Linked DNA regions of Triticum aestivum: region 1 is linked to region 2. The links are chromatin contacts, called in public Hi-C maps. All regions are on one chromosome and are shown on one strand. Each heading gives the region's core, a stretch centred on a gene start, on an enhancer-like site or on the middle of the called end of the contact. The rest is flanking DNA. Distances are from core to core; before and after follow the strand shown.

Region 1 (3,959 bases), core at 527-3,026, 160 kb after region 2:
ATATGATAAACTAGTATGATGATGAACTATTGATGTATACATATATAATAAATTTCGTGTATTCATATGTAAGCACTTGTCAATATTTATCCTATGATTTATTTTCACTTGTAGGAAAATGCTTATAGGAAGGACATCAGTAGTAGCACTGGAAAATAACAAGCACTGCTGCTAATTAGCAGTAGCGCTGGTCCCTGGCAGCGCTACAAGTGGTGCCTTAGCAGTAGCGCTGTAAATAGAAAGAGCTCTACTGATAAGTGGGACCCAACGAGCCCACCAACGCTAGCTGTAGTAGCAGCACGGCCCAAAATACAGCGCTACTGCTAAGACTTTAGCAGTAGCGCTTGCTTTGACAACACCGCTACTGCTAATGGGCTCCACTTAGTAGTAGGGCTGCTCCTGACAAGCGCTACTACTAAGCACCATAGCAGTAGCGCAGTACCGCGAGCCCTATTTATGGCACCTTACACTACTACTAAACCTACTCCGCATGCTACTCCTATTTGCGGTACCACAAGCCCTCCAGCGCGGAATAGATCCTGTAAACGTGTCCCTCAAAACATTTGCGGGAAGGGTTTACGGGATCTGTTCTATCGGAGGGTTCACGGTACCGTAAATAGTCAGTGAGAGGAGAGCGTATGGGGTTGGCCGGTGCAGCTGGCCTGCTTAAATAGTCGGTGTAGGCAGACCAATGCTACTTCAATGCGGCGTAGCATGTGGAGTAGGTTTCTGGGTCGCTGCATCGGTGTGAATGCTAGAGCGGTCAACCCTACGGTCACATCTGTCTACCCAACATCAATGCGGGTAGACGGTGCTATGAGCGGCATGAATGAGCGACGAGGTTTCTAGGAAGGTTTTGGGTGCCCCCTTGTTGTCGGACTCAAACTTGACATGAGTCCGGACACCCGCAAACATCCCTTGGCTTTGATGCCAGTTTTTGGGATTTCAGACGTCCAGGTATGTCTGCTAACGTTTAAGGGACGGCGTTAGATAACAAAATACGTTTGGACAGACCTAGTTCAGACGTTTAGGGGAGATTTGGTGATTAGTGTTGAAGTTTTCCTAAGATTGTAGAAAGTAAATCCAATAGTTCTTGAAAGATGTGATGTACTACAAGGAAGGAGGGATGGGATGGGACATGAAGTATTTGATCCCGAGCTCATATGCTCTCACATGAACAGTAAAATCCAAAAATATAGTAAAAAAATTCAAAAAAATGATTTTCTTTTGTGATGAACATTGATAAATTTCTAACTGCATGCAAAATTTCAGGCCAAAATGATATTCGTGGAGGTTTGGCTTCATTTTGGAGCATCGATTTCGTTATTTTTGCCCTAACCTCCACGAATGTCATTTTGTTATTCATCAATGTTTATCACAAAAAAATCAGATTTTTTTGAATTTTTTACTGTTTTTTTCGATTTTATTGTTCATGCGGGAGCATATGAGCTCGGGATCAAAAGAGCACTTTCGGGACGTGATCGTTATACTCTCCAATTGTCCCATCGAGAGGGGGTGGACCCGATTGAAGGAAAAATTGCGCAAACACTAAAGTCGCAGCCTGCAAAACGGTAGTTCCTCTGTAGTGATCTAAAATGTCTTGTACTCCCTTCATTCTTAATGGAGGGAGTATTTCTTTACATATGTAGTGCCAGAGTAGTACATAGTACTCGGTCGCGCCTTGTGGAATACATAGCACTACGAGGGAATAAGGTCCAACTGAATAAGACCTTGTTGTGACCGTAGGCTTTTATATACTCGGTCGCGCCTTGTGGAAGCGAAGCATATATAGGTACATCTACAGGCAAGAGACGAGCCCCATCTCAAAGTCGACTCTTCTCCTCCCCTTCCCACCTTTGTCTCTCGTCCATCAGGAAGCGAGGGCCTGCAGGCGCCATGAACGGCAACGGCGGAGACGGCGGAGGGCACGAGAGCGGCGGAAGCGACCACAACGACATGCGGAAGCCGCTGCTGGTGAACACAGGGAGCTGGTACAGGATGGGGTCGAGCCTCACATCATCGTCCATGGCCATCACGCGCGAGTCCCACGTCTCCGCCTTGCTCTGCACGCTCATCGTGGCGCTCGGCCCCATCCAGTTCGGCTTCACCGGCGGCTTCTCCTCGCCGACGCAGGACGCCATCACCCGCGACCTCAGCCTCTCCATCTCCGAGGTCACCATCCTCTTCCATAGCCCGTCTTTGTTTACCGTGTTACCTCTGTTGCGGCAGCCTCGCTGGCTTGACTTGGCCCAGGATCTCAGTCACTGACGAGGCTGTGGCTGTGCGTGGCGTGCCGCAGTTCTCGGTGTTCGGCTCGCTCTCCAACATCGGCGCCATGGTGGGCGCCATCGCCAGCGGGCAGATGGTGGAGCACGTTGGCCACAAAGGGGTGAGATTTTTTCCCTTAGCCTGCTGCTTGTCTTCCTCTACCATGCCATTGCGAGGACGACCGGTTTGTTGCCTGTTGCATCGCACTTAAGAAGGGTCAATGTCAGTCCTTTTGTTGATCGATAGTCCCATCGCATCAGCAAATTAAATAATGCAATCTTCTACGCAATCCATCTATTTTTACCATTTAATAAAGCAAATAAAACACAAATGGAGACTTCCTCGGTGTGAAATTACTTGTCGCAGAAATAGATGTATCTAGACCTAGTAGTTCTGAACACATCAATTTTTATCCATTTCTGCGCCAACTAATTCGAAACGAAGGGAGTATGATTTATCATTCTAAACATAATTATGTTATCAACACAAATGAATCAGACAACCAACCATTACATATCTCACGTAATAATACATGGACGCAGTCCAAGACGGTACTCCCTCCATTCCGAAATAAGTGTTGTGGTATTAGTTCGAGGCTTTCTTCTTCTCGGCATCACAGTCGACCACCTGCTGCGTTATAAACAGAAGTGTGGCATGCATGCGCCAACACGTACTGCTGCAGCATGTTACCAGCTAGCTAGCCTACAATTAATCCTACACAGGATTTTTGGTTGAAAAAGACCCCTGCTCAATAGAATTGTTAAAAAAGACTTCTTCGAATAAAATTGACAAAAAAGACCTCCTCGGTCATGGCGGCAGGTGCGCCGGGCGACACGTGGCACCTGCTGCCACGGTGGGAGGGGCAGCCCGCGGATTATGGTGCACTTGCTCGCGCGACGTAACGGAGGCCAGGTGGTGGGGCCTGCCGCCTGAGGCTGAGGCGGCAGCACAGGTAGGTAGCCTCGTCGCGTCCTGGCGCACATCAAACTGGCCTAGCCTAGCTAGGTAGCCTCGTCGCGTTGTGTCGTCGATCTGAAATACCCCGCGAAAATAATCAGCCCTAGCTGCTACTACCACTGCCGACCTATCGACCTAGGCTCGAGACTTTTGAGTTTTGATCTGGGAGCGTGTACAGTGTCAGTGTGGTACCAGCTCGAGAGCAAAATTTCCAAGTTGGATAACTAACGTGCTGGAGCATTTCTGCTCGTGCATGGCATCCTGATCGACACGTTAGGTCGGCCCCAGACAGGCGTAGACACGGCGGTATGTACGCTGCACTAAGCTAGCTAGGACGCATGCTACTGTAGGTCTGTGGCCGGCTGGGTCTAGCTAAGTTAGGGCACACGCCGATAATGGTGTATTGGTGTTTAGCGGCTGTAGTGACAGGTGCCGGTGCGTGCCGACGCACGGCCATGCATACAGCGGGCGCGCGCAGCATCACAGGCCTGCCGCCACTATACGAGCCAGCCGTTCCGTCGCGCCAGCAGTTTCCCGTTATCTCCCGGCTACCTCTTGCCTGGCTGGCGGCAGGCGCTGCCGCCTCCCATCGTGGCGGCAGGTGCCGCGTGTCGCCTGGCGCGTCTGCCGTCACAGCTCAGGGAGTTTTTTTTGTCAAATTCGTTCGGGGGAAGGTTCATTTTTGTCAATTTCATTGGGCAGGGGGTCTTTTTCGACAAAAAATCCCTACACAG
Region 2 (3,747 bases), core at 975-3,474:
ACAATATTCAACCATGTAGGAAGCATACATGTATTATGAAATTGGTTATTGTGTAGCGAAGCTTCATTTTGTGGCGGTGACGATATTATTTGCATGGAATTATTTTCAAAAGTTATTACACGAGCATACGGTTGACTATTGTGGCTTACAATCAATCTTAGCCATTGACTTATGACTGAAACCTTGCAAGAGAGAGAATTGTTGAAGGTACTAGTAAGGTATTGAACCACACATGTGTGGTGTAACAAATACATGTGTTTAGAAATGAGCATGTGCATCCAAGGAAGTGGAAATTTGTTTCCGACATTAGTTGTATCTATTCCCATAGTTTTTTTTTCCTGATCCACGTATCTCTCCATCAAGATTGCTTCCAAATGAGATCAGAATTTACTTCCAAAGAAAACAAATTTCATTTCAGAATAGATTGGACTTTGCTTCCACACGACAACACGAAACAAATCATAGCACATCCACGGGGACGACGCCCTTGCTGGAACATGAGCACCGTGTACAAAGGGGTGTCTTCATGGAGGAGAGTCTACGAGAACGGAGAGACAATGATGACAATGGATCGAGGTAGCCTTGTACAAGATCGGATTGTGTCGTGGCTAGGAAGGGCCGTGAGAAGACTTGAATTGTGCCCTATGTGCACCGACCTCGATGCTCCGGTGGGCCGCGATCTCCTTCATGCCGAGTCTTTATGTGTCCTCGTCTCCATCTCAAGTGCCCCTTATGACATTTTGTGCATGAACCTTGATTTTGCTAACACCATGGAAGGAATCGTTTGAGTGGAGGGAGTTGTGGCTCATAGTGGTTTCTGAGATAGGTAGTTAGGGTTTCAGGGTGGACGAGGAGGTGCGACTGGTGTCAGACACATGACGTTGGATTGAATCGGTAGGATGAACGGTCCCGCACTCGTCCGGCGAGAATTGAGTAATTAAGTGTACTGATAGGAAGTGTTTCCCCGTATAGTTCCATGGTCTCCTCAAAGCGATGCCAATAATGGCTTTCTTCATTTATTTTCTCTAGTTATGGCACAAACAAAATCTAACTATTGCTTCCCCAAGGCCCATCTACGTGTAATATGAACCATAATGTACAAGAACAAAAAACAAGGCAGTAAAATAGGGAACCTGAAAGGAATAATTGCACAATCATTGCCAAATTCAATCTGTCGATGCCCTTCGACTCGTCGCCCTCCCACAAACTTGATACAAGAGAGGGAGCAAAGAGGTAGGAAGTGTGGGTCAGACTATTTTTGATGAAAATGCGGGGAGGGGGAGGGGCCTTGGAATCAAGGGCGGGCGTGCGCACACCTATGAGTGCACAACTTGGAATCAGAGCTCGATTACATAAGTCGTTTTGGTAGCCACCCTAAACACGCTTCTATACCAATTCCTCAATTCGTTGCGAAATTCAAACATCCGAACATGGTGTTACATTTTCTAATTCTGCATTCTAAATATGCCTTTAATTTTTCGTTTGCCATAAAGTGTGTAAATTATTTGTGTAGAACATGAATTTGTCACTCTTCTTTCTAGAGGAGAGCATACGAGGAGTTTCCGCGTAGCTCGATGCATAGCGTCATGCAGTGTACCTCCCTCCCATGCTTCCGCTATGTACACTAGGCCAACCCAACTATCTCTCCTTTCTAGTTTTGGGAAGGTTATCATTTTCCTTTCAGTTTTCTATGTTTATTTTTTATTTTTGAGTTCTCTTTTATTTTTTTCTGTTTCATTTTTTCTATTTTCTATTTCCATTTTGTTTTTATTTTCAAATTTATGAACATTTTTCGAAATTGCAGAACATTTTTAAAATTTGAACATTTTTCAAAATCATGAATAAATTTGTACAAACATTTAAAAAACATGAACAATTTTTGAATTCATGAACAATCCAAAATCCCGAACATGTTTTCCCAAAATCATGAACAATTTGTGAGATCCCTTTCTAGCGCGCGGGTCATGGGAATAGGGAGTCCCGAACACAAGCTTTTCATCTCTTTTATTTTTTTAAAAAAATCTTCGTTTTTTTTTGAGGTGTAAATCTTATCTCCTAAACGGGCCTTTGCCTGGCATCCCCGAGTTCCCGGGCCGAAAACACCCGCTTCATTTTCTCACTACGGCCCACGAGAACCCACGCCCGCCGCCGCCGTTAAACTCCCGTGCCTGGCACGTCAGAGAAAGACCTTTTTACCCCCTCCCCAACCCGCGGCCACCAAACCACCTGAGGGCATTTTCGTACCAACCGCAGCCAAAACCCTAGCCCGCCGATCTATAACTAGCGAGCCAGGAGAAACCCTACCAGTCGGTCCAACCGCAGCCGCCGCCATGTCGAAGCGAGGTGAACCTCCTCCCCCGCCCCTTTCCCCGATCGATTCTTGATCTGCCTCGTCGCAATCTCATCTGTGATGCTGATCTTCGTGCTGTTTGATCCGGTCCAGGGAGGGGAGGCTCCGCGGGGAACAAGTTCCGGATGTCGCTGGGGCTGCCTGTGGCGGCGACGGTGAACTGCGCCGACAACACGGGCGCCAAGAACCTCTACATCATCTCCGTGAAGGGCATCAAGGGCCGCCTCAATCGCCTCCCGTCCGCCTGCGTCGGCGACATGGTCATGGCCACCGTCAAGAAGGGCAAGCCCGACCTCCGCAAGAAGGTCATGCCCGCCGTCATCATCCGCCAGCGCAAGCCGTGGCGCCGCAAGGACGGCGTCTTCATGTACTTCGAAGGTACCGTCACATCTCCCTACTCGTACGACCCCCTCAGTCGATCACTGTGATGGCAATCTACGATGAATCTTGATTATAGTGCTTAGTTCAGTACCATCTTTGTCTGAAATCTTACATTGCTGCCTGCTGTGCCATACCCATTGTAGAATTCTGATTTCAACCGCAAAAAAAAAATTAGAATTCTGATTTGTGTGTCCCCCTGTGGAATTCATTACCTAGATAATTCTCGTGCTGTGTGGCAAAATTGCTCAAGCCGTATGATGCTATTTAGTTCTGAACGCTGCTATAGTTGTGCATTTTATTCTTGTAGATTATTTGCCTGGCGTCAGACATTGGGTTTTTGATCTTGTTGTGTGACGGGGGGACATCCGAGTCCTTCTGCCTGATTAGGAGCAAACTCTTTGTGTTTGTATATTCCTTGGCGAACGTCACAAATCAAGCCTCTGTATGTTGATTCCCCTGGAATTGCTCCATGCAGAGGCGGTCTCATATTCCATTGCCCTTGATAGCGGCGTTGCTGCAGTTAAACTTTGGGACTTGCCATGAGACAATCATTTACTTGCATTCATTTCATTTCTCTTTTTTTACCAAATGTGTGTCTGTTTTTGTTTGACGGGAGGACATCCGAGTCCTTTTGCCTTTGTGGAGCAAACAATCCATGTTTGTATATTCCTTGGCAAACGTCACAAAGTGAGCCTTTTTATGTTGAGCTATCCCTTGGGATTTCTCCATTAGAAGGCAGTCTCATATTCCATCGCCCTTGATAGCAGTGTTGCTGCATTTAAACTTTGGGAATTGCCATGAGACTGACATCTGTTATTGCCCAAATTTTATTTCAAACTGCTTATACCTTCTGTTCTATACAATGTGTCTTTATTTATTTATCATGAAAATTATTGTTATGTGATGGGAGGACATCCGAGTCCTCTTGCTTTTGTGGAGCAAACTATCCATGTTTGTATAGTCCTTAGCAAACATCACAAAGTGAGCCTTCTGTTGTTGAGGTTTTCCTCCAGGGA

What was found. Hi-C and Micro-C count contacts between places; a contact is called where the count stands out from the background.
Region 1: a contact with region 2 is called in a Hi-C map of leaf, with 3 times the contacts expected there. The contact joins the promoter of LOC123093709 here to the promoter of LOC123093708 in region 2. A contact is called at or near these places in 2 of 5 Hi-C or Micro-C datasets (both in leaf).

The regions. Positions count from the first base shown.
Region 1 is chr4B:631,827,044-631,831,002 of IWGSC CS RefSeq v2.1, forward strand. It overlaps LOC123093709 (sugar transporter ERD6-like 4), which reads left to right and starts at 1,777. Exons shown (of 17, transcript XM_044515725.1): 1 at 1,777-2,172; 2 at 2,300-2,389. The coding sequence starts at 1,897.
Region 2 is chr4B:631,667,734-631,671,480 of IWGSC CS RefSeq v2.1, forward strand. It overlaps LOC123093708 (60S ribosomal protein L23), which reads left to right and starts at 2,225. Exons shown (of 3, transcript XM_044515724.1): 1 at 2,225-2,343; 2 at 2,444-2,728. The coding sequence starts at 2,331.